Regions from separate parts of the Sus scrofa genome. Here region 2 is linked to region 1. A link is a contact called in public Hi-C data. All regions are on one chromosome and are shown on one strand. The core of a region is the stretch at or near the end of the contact, and the rest is flanking DNA. Distances in the headings are between cores, read along the strand shown.

Region 1 (7,158 bases), core at 2,496-4,995:
GATTGGATCACAGACCCACAGACAAAAACCAGTTAGGACATTTTGAGGATAACTTGGAAAATCTGAATTTGGACTGTATATTGATAGTACAAATCAATGCTAGATTTCTCTTTTTTTTGGCTTTTTAGGGCCGCACCCGTGGCGGAAGTTTCCAGGCTAGGGGTTGAAGTGGAGCTACAGCTGCTGGTTTACACCACAGCCACAGCAGCTCAGAATCCATGTCAGTGACCTACACCACAGCTCACAGCAACACCAGATCCTTAACCCACTGAGCGAGGCCAGGGATGGAACTGTGTCCTCATGGATACTGGTCAGGCTGTCGCAAGGGAACTTCCAACGCTAAATTTCTTAGGCATGATGACAGTGTGCCTACACAGGAAAATACCTTATTTTTAGGACATGAATGTTGATGTAATTAGGGGAAAAGTGTCACGATATCTGCAACATTCTCTCAGAAGAAGAGAAAAAATAACATATGAAGAATAAAGCAAGTAGCAAAATATTGACAACTGGAAATTATAGGTGAAAAGAGAATAAGTAGTCTATCTTCAACCTTTCTATAGCTTTTCAGAAACAAACAAAAAAACCCCATACCATCTTTGTTCAGTAAATGTAATACTACAAAAAATGAAATTCAATGGAATTTGTAGGTCATAAGGGGATTCATATCTTTATATAAGATGTTGACAAATTGCTCTTCAATTGGTTGTACAAATGTCCCCACCAGTACATGTGATGCTCTACTTCTTAAAAACAAAAATCTGGAGATGTGAAGCAACAAAATGGTGTGAAAAATGTGACAAGTGCTTTGGAGGGAGCATGACTATGTTACATTTGCTTCACACTCTGCTGTGTGTTTGAATATTTAAAAATACATAGGAGATCCCCTCGTGGCTCAGTGGTTAATGAATCCGACTAGGAACCATGAGGTTGCAAGTTTGATCCCTGGCCTTGCTCAGGGGGTTAAGGATCCGGCGTTGCCATGAGCTATGGTGTAGGTCGCAGACGCAGCTCGGATCCTGTGTTGCTGTGGCTGTGGTGTAGGCCAGCGGCTACAGCTCTGACTAGACCCCTAGCCTGGGAACCTCCATGTTCCACAGGAGCAGCCCTAGAAAAGGCAAAAAGACAAAAAAAAAAAAAAAAAAAAACAACCATAAATTTACAAAATTAGCCACCAAAAAAAAAAAAAAAAAAAAAACCACACCCCTGGGAATACTAGAATTGCCATCAAGAAGGAAGAGTCTGTTACCTAATGCAGCTCTGGTGAAAAGATGCAGGTAACCTAATCCTTTCCTGCCCTCTCCCTAGTTCTAAGCCTGTTATCACATCACAGGAGCAGAAACAGGGCTCTAGAGGAAGGGAGCCATGTTTAATTAGCAAAACCTAGGAGTAAGGCATAAAGCTGGCAGACATCAGCACCCCAGTCCCTCGTGTGCTCCTCTGTGGGACAGTTCTCACCCCCTCTGCTCCCTGTCCACACCCACTAACCTTCTGCTGCCGCCCTTTGGCCTCCTAAGACCCTGCCCCTGGGAAGAGATGCTGTGGAAAGCAGAATGTGAACAGATCAGACGCTGAGGAGGAACAGCTCCACCTGTTGTGTATAAGTGGGCATCCAGGTGTATATCCACTCTTGTGTGGCGGGCTCTCAAAACCCCTTGATGCCCCTGGAGCCTCGTCAATCTGAGGCCCCATGAGATTTTAAGAACATAGCCTGCCCTGGGCTCTGGACAACATCTCCACACTGTCTTTCTAAAAGCTGCAAGCAAGGTGTCAGGAAAAATCCCTTTGAGAACGTGAGTTCCCTGCTTCTCTCGATTCCTGACCCCCGACCTCCCAAGCAATCACACAGCATACCCGGGAGTACTGCAGCTTGTCCACAATGTCGTCACTAGTGAGGGGGATTAATCCTGGAAGACAGAGAGAAGCAGTTTAAACAAGGTCAAGGGGCCAAGCCAAAGGAAAAGCCAGCAGTCCCCTTGGGAGTGAGGAGACTTCCTCCCCTGAAACCGGCAGAGCCCCACTGCCCTGCCCTTTAACTTCCCAAACCCAGCACTCACCAAGCCTGTGAGCAATGAACTCGTCGTGAAGGACTGAGGAATTGGCATCAATCTGAACCCAGTCAATTGCTAAAGAAATAAAGGAAGCAGAGCAGATATGCAGTTTAGCCACCAAATTCACCTGAAGGCTTAAGAACAGTGGTTCTTCAGATTTAAAAATTATCTAATGCTTACCACATTGCAGACACCAAGGCCAGGCTGCCAGAGACTGATTCTGCAGCTCTAGAGGGGGGCCCAGGAAGCTACACTTTAACAAGAACCACATGCCAACATGCTCAGGTGGATCTGATACAGGGAGTACCCTACACCACCCAGAAAAACAGCGACTTGTAGACTACTACAGAAAGGTGTTTCTCTGAGTTGACTATTTCTGTGGGAAGCACTCTAGTCTACCATTCATGCCATCACCAAATCCAAGAACACAAACTATTTGAACACCTCAAAGTTAAACAAATCTCACAAAAACAACACAGACTTATGATCCATAGTGCTTTTTCTCCCCCTCTGATTTTTAGGGCCACCTCTGCAGCATATGGAAGTTCCCAGGCTAGGGGTTGAATCAGAGCTACAGCTGCCAGCCTATGCCACAGTCACAGCTACTCAGGATCCGAGCCCTGTCTGAGACCTACACCACAGCTCACCGAAATGCCAGATCCCCGACCCACTGATGGAGGCCAGGGATCGAACCCACAACCTCATGGTTACTAGTCGGAATCGTCTCCACAGCACCACGACGGGAACCCCATATCACAATTTATGGTATAATGACCAGACTGATTGCATTCCCAGTGCCTCGCACCACTGCCTGGTACTTATAAGCTCTGTAAACTCAGTGGATGGAACAGATTCATAAAAAGATATTTACCGGTACTGAGCACTCACTAAATACAAGGCAATTAATAGAGATTACCCCACTTAATCCTTGACGTCACCCTGATAACTACTATTAGCGTCCGAATGTTAAGAGGAAATTGCAGCACAGTTTGATAACTTGCCTAAGTTTCACAAAGACAGTATTCGACCTCAAGTCTGCAAACTCCTGAACCTGTGCTCTTTACCTCGAAGAGTGGAACTGAGTGGCCCGTGGGAGCCAGGGAAGGGGCCACAGTGGCCCTGGGGCAAGAGCACGGGGTCCGATCAAGTCTCCAGCATTGCTGTTTTCGCAGCGCCCCCACCCTGGGCCCCAAACAAGGCTGGAGTCAGGAACGCCAAGGTATGGGGAGGTGGGGGAACTGGTGGCCCTGACCACGAGGAGGCGAGGGCCGCTTACCTATTATGGGCACCTCAGCGATGAAGACCCTCCGGATAGAATTCGCCACCCTAAGGAATGAAAACCAAGCGGCGCGTGGGCACCGCAGACTCGACAGCCGGCCCCGCGCCCCACGGCTCCCAAAGCAAAAGCCCCGGCTCCGGGGCCAGTTCAAGAAAGACAGACCCCCGCCCCTCCAGAGCCGAGGCCCCGGGCACTCTGAAGCCGCCAGCCCCTTCCCTCAGCACCCTTACGCCAGGTCCGTATTCTCGATAATGAACTTGACATTCTCGTCGGTGAGCTCGGTGATCCGCACGGTTGGCTGGTTGGCATACGGCATCGCGCCAGACTGCTCGCGGGGCCTTGGGGGTCGGTTCTGCTGCTCGCGCCCCTGCGCCTGCGCCTGCGCCTGCGCCTGCGCCTACGCCGCCACCGGAAGTCGTTCAGCGCGGTCCCGCCGCTTCCGCAGAGACACGCTCAGAGCGCCGCCTGCTGCTCGGAGGCCAGGCTGCTCCGACGTTTTCTACCCTCAACCTACTTCAAAAGGCACCAGGTTCAACCATTTAGAAGGCGACTTAGTAAAACATGCACACGCCCTTGACTCCACAGAAACACTTCTAGAAATTCATATGAGAAGTGCGTGCAGTTGTAAGCAAAGATACATGTACAAGGATGTTCATTGCAGCACTATAACAAAAAACGATAAATAAAACGGATTGCCCACTGACACAGACCTGGTTAAATATACATAGGAATACTATAACAGTGTTTTTGGGGTAGGTTGTTTGGGGGTTTTGGGGGGTTTTGGGGGGGTAGGGGGGGTTGGCATGTGAAAGTTCCTGGGCCAGGGATCAAACCCATGACACAGCAGCAACCTGAGCCACTGCACTGACAACAAAAGGCCTTTAACTATATATATTTTTTTCTTTCTCCTTTTTAGGGGTGCACCTATGGCACATGGAAGTTTCCGAGCTAGGGGTTGAATTGGCACTGCAGCTGCCAGCCTATGCCACAACCATAGCAACACCGGATACTTAACCCACCCACGGAGGCCAGGAATCAAACCTGAGTCCTCATGGATACTAGTCAGGTTCTTAACCCACTGAGCCACAATGGGAACTCCCAACAATAATGTCTTTTAATGAGGTTTGTACACTGATGGAGGAACAAAAAGACAGTCAGTCCTCCCTATCCAAGGGTTCTTCAAGAAGACTGAAAGAAAAAAAAAAGTCCATAGAGTTCCAAAAAAGCAAAACTTAAAAATTTGCTCACACCCAGCAAATATTTACATAACATTAAACATTGTATTAAGTACTATAAGCAATCTAGAGATGATTTGAATTATGTGGATGTGTGTGGATTATATGCAAATCTTATGCCATTTTATATAAAAGAATTGAGCATCCAGATTTTGAGAGGGGACGGGGGAGTTCTAGAACCAAAAGCCCAAAAGACTGAGGGATGACAATACTTTACATGTACTTAGCAAAATTTGCTTGAGTGATAGGTTTATACCCTTTCCCTTCCACTCCTAAGTCTGGATCATGCACTTTTGACACTGCAGGAAGATGCAGTTCTCTTCAACCTATCACCTCCAGTTCTGCGGAGGTGGGTGGGTTATGATCTCTTCATCTCTGCATCTCCAGTGCCTGGCAGTGTGTGTCACCCAGGGGCAATGTACGACAAAGAATTATGCAAGTCCCCTAAACAGTCCCCCTAGAGAGAAGTTTGAATAGGCCTCAAAAAGGTGGCAGGAGCTCACACAGAGAAGCCCTAAAATAGAACTTGGCAGGTGACAGCATTTAGGGGGCAGAAGAAGAGTAATCTCCTACAGAGGAGAGAAAGGAAGAGCACTGAGGGGGTCCCTGCTCCACAGCCTGTGTCATCTCAGTAAATTAAGAATCAAATTGTCTGCTGAGTGCAAGAGGCATGCTATAAAGGATAAAGGAGAGAATGGAATGAAATTTGAAATAGCTACTGCTGAGAGGTTGACAGAAAGTCGAGATAAAAGGCTTAGGGAGGTGCAGAAAGGGCCCAGAGGAAGGCCCACAAGAAGAGATGGGAAGTTCCTACTTAGCTTGTTATCTCCCTCATGAATATTCCGTCTAGTTAGGTAGGAAACAGCAAAGCAGAAGACAGAGGCTTCGAGATCCTGTGGATCCCCAAATGCTTAAGCCCTAACCCCTAATGTGAGGGGGTGAGGTCAGGAGGGCAGGACTCATGAAGTTAGCGTCCCAATACGAACAGGAAGAGACAGCTCCCTCTCTCTCTCCCGTGTGAGAATATAAAGAGAAGGTGGCCACCTTCATTCAAGTCAGGAAGAAAGCGCTCATCAAGAACCGTATTGGCTGGCACTGTGATCTTGGACTTCCCAGCTTCCAGAACTGTGAGACATTTTGTCACAGCAGCCTAAGCAGACAAATATAAGAGTTAACTAGACTTAAAAAAGAGAGCCCAAGAGTTCCTGCTGTGGTGCTGTGGGTTAAGCATCTCACTGCAGTGGCTTAGGTCATTGCAGAAGCACGGGTTCGATTCCTGGTCCAGCACTGTGGGTTAGAGGGTCTGGTGTTGCCATAACTATGGCGAAGATCACAGCTGTGGCTCATATTCAATCCCTGGCCCAGGAACTTCCACATACCACGGGTGCACCATAAAAACAAATTAATTTTTTAAAAAGAGGGAGGAGTTTCTGCTGTGGCTTAGCGGTAATGAACCCAACTAATATCCATGAGGATGCAGGGTTCGATCCCTGGCCTCGCTCAGTGGGTTAAGGATCCAATGTTGCCATGAGCTGTGGTGTAGGTCAAAGACGCAGCTTGGATCCTGCGCTACTGTGGCTGCGGTGTAGGCCAGCAGCTGCAGCTCCAATTCGACCCCTAGCCTGGGAGCTTCCACATGCTGCTTGTGCGGCCTTAAAAAGAAAAAAAAAGGGGGGCAGGGAGGAGAAGCGCAGTCAGTTGAGACACTGACAATTAGTAAAGCTAGCAACTGTGTCAATGAAACAGAAACAGGAGGTGCCAAAGGAACTAATAGTGGTGGCGGGGGAGGGGGGGTTGCACAGCAGGGAAAGGCCATCACCCACATTGTACTGATGGGAAGCCTGGGCCCACACATACGGAGCTGTCACAACTTCCCAGTAATATCAGGCAGCGCTAGGACCAGAACCCCAGGTCTGCTAGCTTCCAGCCTTTTCCTCAACACTGCTGTCTCCCTCTGGGGTCTTGGACACCTGCCGTGGTTTGTATGGAAACTACCTACACAACAGGAAATTGCTTCAAACGTATTTATTATAATTTTTACAGACTCTAAGTTCACTAATAATCCTGCAACATGTGCTAGTGTAACTCAACAAGGGGCCAGGCATCACACCTCTGACCAGGTTGAGCACACTGTCCAGCAGGCACCTGTCTCAAGTGAGGCAGCTTGCTGAGGGGGTTCCCAGGTGCAGCATCTCAGGATGCCAGAGAAAGGAAAGGCAGCACAGAACCCTCTGGGTGTACAGGTCTGTGCTGTGCTGTAGAGGAGCTGCCACCTGGGGTGACTTCAGACCCTGATTCCAACTTGGAGCCCCACAGAGCACTTCTGGGGAGGTTAAGACACGATCAAGCTGCCTGAGAGGCCACGACAGGAACGTGCTGGGTTTCTGTGGTCAGGATGCTTGAGTGTTGCGTTTTCCAATCACACGGCTGAGGTGCTGAAAGGCATCGGGAGGCCTGGCCTGGTGTTATGAACTGAAGTGTCCCAACCCCAGGCTCTGACTGTATCCTCCAGTGCCCTGGTTTGCAGGAGGCTGTGGTAGTATGATAGATCCTTCTGTGTGTTCTCGTTAACGCCCTGTTCCGTGGACGGCAC
Region 2 (7,158 bases), core at 1,231-3,730, 63 kb before region 1:
CTCTCCCCACCGCACACAGTGCAAGAGACACCCCTTGGACAGCATTTTTGCTTCTTGAGAAGGAGAGCCCAACGGCAATGACACTGTCATAGGAGCTTAGGTTCACCACCAGCTCAGCCTCCTCCACCTTCTCCATCCCTAGCCCCAACTCCAGAAACTCCGGGAAAGAACTCTAGGCTCTTGGGCCATGGCTGTCTTTACTGGCTGTCAAACTTTGAGTAACTCTGAGCCAAGAGGCTGGCTGAGTATTTCCTCAAATTTTAAAGAGATATTCCAGTCCTCTGAGTACTCAGTATCTGACTCTCACAGGCCCCAGGTACACAGTAAGCCACCACAAGTACAGATCAGTTCCCTCTCAAACACCACAGAGCCCTGCCAAAATCTCTCTCTACCTGATGGCCAAAGGCCATCAACATTTAACCATGTGAATACAAAGTAAACGGTGATGAGTGAAACTGCAGATCTCACAAAAAGTGTGGGATTTCATGAAGTGGATGGAAGTGATGCCATGGAAATAGAGCAGCAGCTGACCAGAGGAAGAGAACTTCTGTCAAGAGAAATGACCAGGAACTTCTAGAAAGACTTGTTTGACTACCAAGGAATTCAGAGTGAGCCTGAGGTACGAAATCCTCAAATATTTTCGCCAAAATGATCCTCTTGGCGTTCCCATCGTGGATCAGCAGTTAAGGAATCTGACTAGCATCCACGAGGACACAGGTTCGATCCCTGGCCTCGTTCAGTGAGTTAAGGATCCGGCATGGCCGTGAGCTGTGGTGTAGGTTGAAGACTCGACTTGGATCCTGCGTTGCTGTGGCTGTGGCGAAGGCTGGCGGCTATAGCTCCAATTCAACCCCTAGCCTGGGAACCCCCATATGCCACGGGGGCGGGCCTAAAAAACAAAAACAAACAAACAAAAAAAGATCCTCTTACTGCAAAGAGCCAGTTCTTCATTTATTCTAATGTATGCATGCACTCATAATCCAAATACAGGCATAACCTCAGGGATATTTCAGTTTCAGTTCCAAGTCGCAGCATTAATTCAAATACACAATAAATCTAATCACATGAATTTCTTTGTTTTCCCAGCACATGCAAAAATTATGTTTTCACTATACTGTAGCTTAGTAAGTGTGCAATAACATTGTCTAAAAAAAGTGTATACAGCTTAATTTAAAAATCTTTACTACTAAAAAATGCTATCATCTGAGCCTTCAGTGAGTCCTAATCTTTCTGCTGGTGGAAGGTTTGAAATACTTTGAGGATTATCCAAATGTGACATGGAGAGGAGTTTCCACTGTGGCCCAGCGGTAACAAACCCAACTAGCAGCCCTGAGGACAAGGGTTCGATCCCTGGGCTCACTCAGTGGGTTAAGGATTCCCACATTGCTGTGGCTGCGGTGTAGGTGGGCAGCTACAGCTCCTATTCGACCCCTAGCCTGGAAACTTCTACATGCCGAGGGTGCAGCCCTAAAAAGAAAAAGAAAACAAAAAATGTGACAGACATGTTGATGTCAATGGACTCGCTCTAGACAGGGTTGCCACAAACCTTCAATTTGTAAAAAAAAAAACTCAGTATTTTATTGCCCCATAGCTTGGGAAGGGCAATAAAGAGCTATACCCTTATTGTTAGGTATGGATTCAAACTCATTTATCTTCATCATTTTTTGTTTCTTCTTTCATGTAAAGGCCCTATAAGGCAAGGTTCCCTCTGTGATCTGCGAATTTCTAGTCCCCTTTTTAGCCAGATTCACCTCAGCGGCCATCCAGGGCACAGGATGTGGTAAAGAGAGCGCCAGTCTTCTCCTCACACCAAAACCGCAGACACCCACTCCCAAGGGAGGAAGCTCCAAAAGGGGCGCGTAGCTGCAGGCAAGGGCGCGTGAAGGTAATTGCCCGGACCACCCCGCCCGCTGCAGCCCCGCCCGGGGCAGGAAGCACCCCAGCACATCCTAGAAAATCTCCGCCAGGCGCACCAAGGGCCCCGCTACGCTTCTCAACACGCGTGAAGCTACTTTGGTCAACCTTTAGGTTGTAAAAAGGGTAAACTTAGGCCAGAGGAGGGGCAGGGACTGGTTGCCGCACCTCCACTCGGTGGCAGAGTGGCCCTGGGAAGTTTGCAGGTAACAAAAGTGAACACTTGATAAACACACTCCACGTGCTGAGCCGGGGACAGAGGGTGCCCACTCCTGCTGCTGGGCGCCCAGTACGTCACTGACGCTCAGGAAACCTGAGGCGGGAAAGCCGAGCCCCTTGGGGGCCTCCAGACCCTGCCTTCCGTCCCCTCACCCCCAGCCCTCCATGCGGGGGTGGGGCCTCTGTCGGGGTCCGGCCCGCTCAGCGCTGATCCCACCGGCTCCGCCCGGGCCCCTCACCCGAAAGTTAGGCGGGGGCTCCCCCACCCCACCCACTCTGCCGGCCAGGGTCAGAGTGGGGTCGCAACCCTCCGGGGGCCCCACCGCCCCCGCCCCCACCCCGCCGTCTCCTTTCCCTCCCCTCCCCCCGGGAGGGAGGAGGAGACTCCGCGGCCCTCCCTCGGCCCTCCCGGCGGCGGCCGCCGCAGTAAGCCCCGTACCCGCTCCGCCCAGCCGCGGCGGGTCGGACGTCCGGAGCCCGCGGGTCCCCGGCCGAGGTGAGCGGGGTTAGCAGTGCAGGGGCCTGAGAGCCAACGCGTCCCGGGAACTCCCTCCAGGCCGCGAACCTACTGCGGGAGGGAAGGGGTTAAGTTGGGGGGCGTGCTGGAGGAGAGCGGAGCAGCGAGAGCTCCCGCGTCCGCAGCAAGCCTCAAACTCCCAACAAAACTTTCTGACTCCCTTCCCGGGTTTCCCCCTCTCCTGGGCCCCGGGCCTCAGGGGTGAAGGAACTGCGGGAGGTCGGGGGAGGGCAGGGCGGCCTTCGGGACGCCGCGGGCCGGGGCCAGACGGGAGGGGGGCGGTGGCGGGCGGGGCGGAATTTGGAACTCTCCCGGGGACCCAACGTGGTCACCATGGCGAGTGCGGGATGGACGGGCGGCGTGGGCCAATCGGAGCGAGGCACCCCTGCCCCCGGCCCGCGGCGGCTGCCAATGGGGGGCCGCGAGGTGGGGTAGGCGGGACCGCGTCGCCCCGGCCGGGAGACCCTCCTCCCGCTCTCCACCGCTTGGCGGAGCGGGGCTGCTGGGGACCAGGCGACCAAGTGAGGGTTAAGGCGGCTCGCGGTTGTGGGAGGGCAGAAAGGGAATTTCTGTAAAGTGTTGGGGCAGGTGGAGCGATGGCTAAGAACAAGGAGAAGAGAGTGGGCGTTGGTGGCCTCACCGTTCCGGTGGTACGAACAGGAGTGATGTCCAGCCAGCACCTTCCCCACCAGGGGCTTCGGTTTTTCGATCTTAAGTGTGGGTTATGTAGGACTGTTGTGGAGGTCGAATTAGTTCGCGTTGGCAGGTTCTGCCCGCTTGTTGGACAAAACTTTTCGGTGTCTCGTTAGTGCCTCTCGCCGTCCTAAAAGTAAGGAAACAGGTCCAGAGGGGGCACGGACCTGCCCGTGTCACAGAGCAAAAGAGGCGGAGCTGGGACTCATGGGAAGTCCACTCTGTTCAAGAGTAGTTCAGAGGCCGGGGCTGGGGTCTGCCCAGTGAAAGTCTCTCAATCTCTCCCAGCTCAGCGTGGCTGCTTGGCCTGATGCCTGAGGACCCCATCATGTAGGTAGGTGCTCCCAGGGGCCTCTTGCCCTTCAGGTGATCATGACCAGGGAGGGGGGGCATCCAGTCCCAGCCCTCTAGCGCCCCACCAGCACTGGTCCTCTCTGTGGATGTGGGCAAGGAGCTGTACCTCTGGGCCTCGGTGGGCCCATCTGTAAAGAAAGGAGTTCTCATCAGTGATATAGGATATCTGTGGCTTTTCTAAGATGGGATTATCTGAGTACATGCCAGGGGTTGCTTCCCCCCACCCCCCAGGCTCAGGTTCAACCTGCAGGCCCACTTGCAGCCCTCCCTCCCTCTCAGTCCTCTCCTGGAGGTGCAGTGGCTGAAGCCTGGGCAGCAGGTCGGAGGGACAGGCGCCCACAGTCTGTGGGCTGACCAGCCTTGGACCCTGCACTTATCCAATCAGGCTGTCCTCTGTGGTTTCCTGCCGGGCTCTGCTCCCTGCCCACAGCCTGGCCTGTGGCCACAAGCCAGCCCCAGAGCCCCACCTGAAAGGTTCTGGGAGGACATAGGAGGTTTTCTGAGCTGAAGGGCAGAGAACGGCCAGGTATGCCCCCCAGGCCCCTCAGCTAGGGCCCATCCAGGCCTTAGCTTTGCTTCCTCCTCTCGTAACAATTGAGAGTCATCTGAACATGCTAAGAACCAAACAAAGTGGTCCCTGTGTGAGCCACTTAGGCATCCTCAGATAGGAGGTCTGACCTTTGACCTGGCCATGAGATGACCTCTAACTCTGACTTCGGCCACAGACAGACTCAGACACTTATCTGTCTCAAAGCCTGGTCACAAAGCGACTCCTGATCCTTAGGATGGCTCAGCTCTCCCTGGGTTTAGGGAACTCCTAACTGTCCATTTTTCATCCATCAGTCTGGGAAGCATGTGTGTGCTGACAGCCAGTGAGACCAAGATGCCCTGTGGACTTTACAGTGTGGCCATTGCTGAAGACTAGGGAGGTGCCAGTGCTTTGAGAGCATTAACATACTCTGTGTACAAGATCAGGGAAGGCTTCCCAGAGGAGGGGTAACCAAAGGTGGGTCTTGAAGGATGTGTAGGAGTTTGCTGCTAGAGAAAGAAGAGACATTCCAAACAGGTCCACAAGCAGCAGGAACCACTGGTCACTTTCTGTGAACAGGGGTGATGAGGATCTAGCCAGAGGCAAATATCAGACCAAAACATTTTAGTTTCTGTCTTATGAGTGGCCAGCTGCTGCCTGGAGCAGTGAGGATTGCTGTCGGCCTAGGGTTCAAGAACTCTGAGTCCTTCCTACTCATTCCTGCTGCCCAGCTAAGGGGATGCGAAGTCATAGTTCAGCCTTCTGCTCTCCACCCCACCCACCAACTTTGAGCAAATCCTGCCTGCAGGGCCTGTCCTTGTGGCTCTGGGTGGCACGTGTTCTGCCTGGGTCCTAGTGGCTCTGGGTGGCATGTGTCCTGCCTGGGTCGGGAGAAGCCTGTGCTGCAAGGAAGAGAGGGGGCAGCTGGCCAGATCTGGCTGTGGAAGGTTGTGGAACTATGATTCCTGGATAGAGAGTGGGGCTGAGGGGATCAAGGTGTTTCCTGAAGGTGATGAAACTGAGCTTGAAGGATGGGTGGGGTTTCAGGGTCTGAAGCGGGCATTCCAAGTGGGGGGAACAGCCTGAGCAGAAACCCTAAGGGTTTGAGCAGGAATAGACCCGTCTGGCTGGTGGGAGGCAGGAGAGGGGACGGTGGGTGGCTGGGAAAGGCTCTGTGGGCCTGTGGAGGCTGGTCCCTCCTCCACCTAACCCCTCGAGGGGTGGTGTCATCCTGCGGGAATCAGGCCACCCCATACACATATGCACACCCCAGGGCAGAAGGCACTGAGCCTGGTGGGGATGGGGCAGGAGGGGTAGGGCAGCTGGAGCCTGTCTCTGCAACTGCAGGCAGGACCTCTGCGTTGCAGCCGACTCTTGGTGAGAGTATACATTACCAGAGCTGTGTGTGTGTGTGTGTGTGTGTGTGTGTCCCCAAGGCTGTGTTATGTGGGTGGGGTGGGCTTGGGGCTGAGGAGAGGTGTTGCTAGGCAAAGTCTAGCTGCCCTTGAATGTGTGCGCAGGGTTCCTGGTATGCTGGGGATAGGCGTCTCCAGAAAGCCAACCTTGGGACCTGCACCCCCATCCTTTCCCACACATGTGCACACACACATCTTTCAGGGGACCCTGGGCCTGCAGGAGAGCTGTGCAGAGCCCCCCTGTCCCCACTGTTCCTCATCCTCCTCCCCGACCCCCAGAAGGGGCAGGGCCAGGCTGCTGGGAGGGGAACTGGAGTTGAGTCTAGAGCCCACCCCTGCCTTTAGCGTAGGCGCCTGGAAGCCATTAGGGGCCTGGGTGGCGCCCGCCCTGCCCCTGCGCGACAAGCTTGGGATTCCTGGAAGGAGCGGGCCACCCCCTCCCTGCCAAGCCCCATGCCAGGCCTGGCAGATCCCAGAGGCAGAGAGGATATGACAGTGGCCCCCTCCCTGCCACCCTGTCAGTTTAGGGGCCACAGGAAAGGCCCAGCACATGGGGGCCCACCCAGAGGACCCCCTCCTTACCCCCCACCCATTCTCTGGCCCCTGCTGGCACTCGGATTTCCTGTCTCCTTCCCCTCCCCCGCAGGCTCTCACATTGTTTTTCTTTTCCGAGAGCTTCGCCATGTGGAGCTGGGCCAGGAAAACGGGAGAGGAGTGTGAATGTCCGTATGTGTGTTTGTGTGTGTATGTGAGTGTGAGCATCTGCTTGTCTGCGGGAGGAGTTTGTATCTTTGCGTGTCTCCATGTGTATCCGTCTGGGTTGGCACATGTGTGTCTTCAGGGGTGTCTGTGAGTCTGTAGGTGAGCATCTCTCTGTGTATATGTACAGCTGTGTGTGTGAGCAGGGGGCATCTCTGAGGATGCCGTGTGTCTGCCCCTGGCTTTGAATCAGTGTTTCTGTGTGTGGAATCGATAGTGTGTCTGCACCTGTGTCTGGGTCCAGGGGTCCAAGCCAGCCATCTCATTGCACAGGTGGGGAGACTGAGTCACAGAGAGCTCTGAGTGGGCCAGGGATCCCTTGGGGAGTCAAGGGGTACGGGGGGCTGGAACCTGGGTCCGTCTGGCTGTGTCTGGCACATAACTTTGTGCAGGTGTTATGGGTCTGAGACATAAACATTTGTGTGTATGGAACTACCGGTGGTGACAAGGCATCACCACTTACTCACATGTCCCAAACTTGGACGGTTAAGATGCAGATTCCCAGCCCCTCACCTCTAAGGGGTGAGGCCCAGAAACTGCATTTAGACAGGTGTCCAGGTGAATCCGAAGGACCGCGCGATCTAGTAGCACGGGCCTCCCTCACCCCAGTTCCGTAGGCGGTGAAACCAAAGCCCAGTGTGGGGCCGTGGTTTACATGAGGTGGGTGACAGAGCTGGGCCCAGAGCTGCTGCTTAGCGAAGGCAGACAGTCAACAAACAGCAAATGGCCTAGAGAAACATAGTAGGATCACTGCGCAG

The links. Hi-C and Micro-C count contacts between places; a contact is called where the count stands out from the background.
Region 2: a contact with region 1 is called in a Hi-C map of retroperitoneal adipose tissue, with 1.7 times the contacts expected there. The contact joins the promoter of CCDC102A here to the promoter of POLR2C in region 1. A contact is called at or near these places in 3 of 5 promoter capture datasets (fetal liver, liver and skeletal muscle), 17 of 47 Hi-C or Micro-C datasets (brain, embryonic fibroblasts, epiblast stem cells and 9 more) and 1 of 2 datasets of contacts at active chromatin or transcription factors (skeletal muscle).

Annotation. Positions count from the first base shown.
Region 1 is chr6:19,390,156-19,397,313 of Sscrofa11.1, reverse strand. It overlaps POLR2C (DNA-directed RNA polymerase II subunit RPB3), which reads right to left and starts at 3,745. Exons shown (of 9, transcript XM_003355801.4): 1 at 3,561-3,745; 2 at 3,328-3,377; 3 at 2,058-2,126; 4 at 1,855-1,907. The coding sequence starts at 3,646. It overlaps COQ9 (ubiquinone biosynthesis protein COQ9, mitochondrial), which reads right to left. Exons shown (of 9, transcript XM_003355802.4): 9 at 6,576-7,158.
Region 2 is chr6:19,452,317-19,459,474 of Sscrofa11.1, reverse strand. It overlaps CCDC102A (coiled-coil domain-containing protein 102A), which reads left to right and starts at 2,480. Exons shown (of 9, transcript XM_013988526.2): 1 at 2,480-2,629. It overlaps ADGRG5 (adhesion G-protein coupled receptor G5), which reads right to left and starts at 2,925. Exons shown (of 18, transcript XR_002344544.1): 1 at 2,573-2,925; 2 at 1,752-1,863.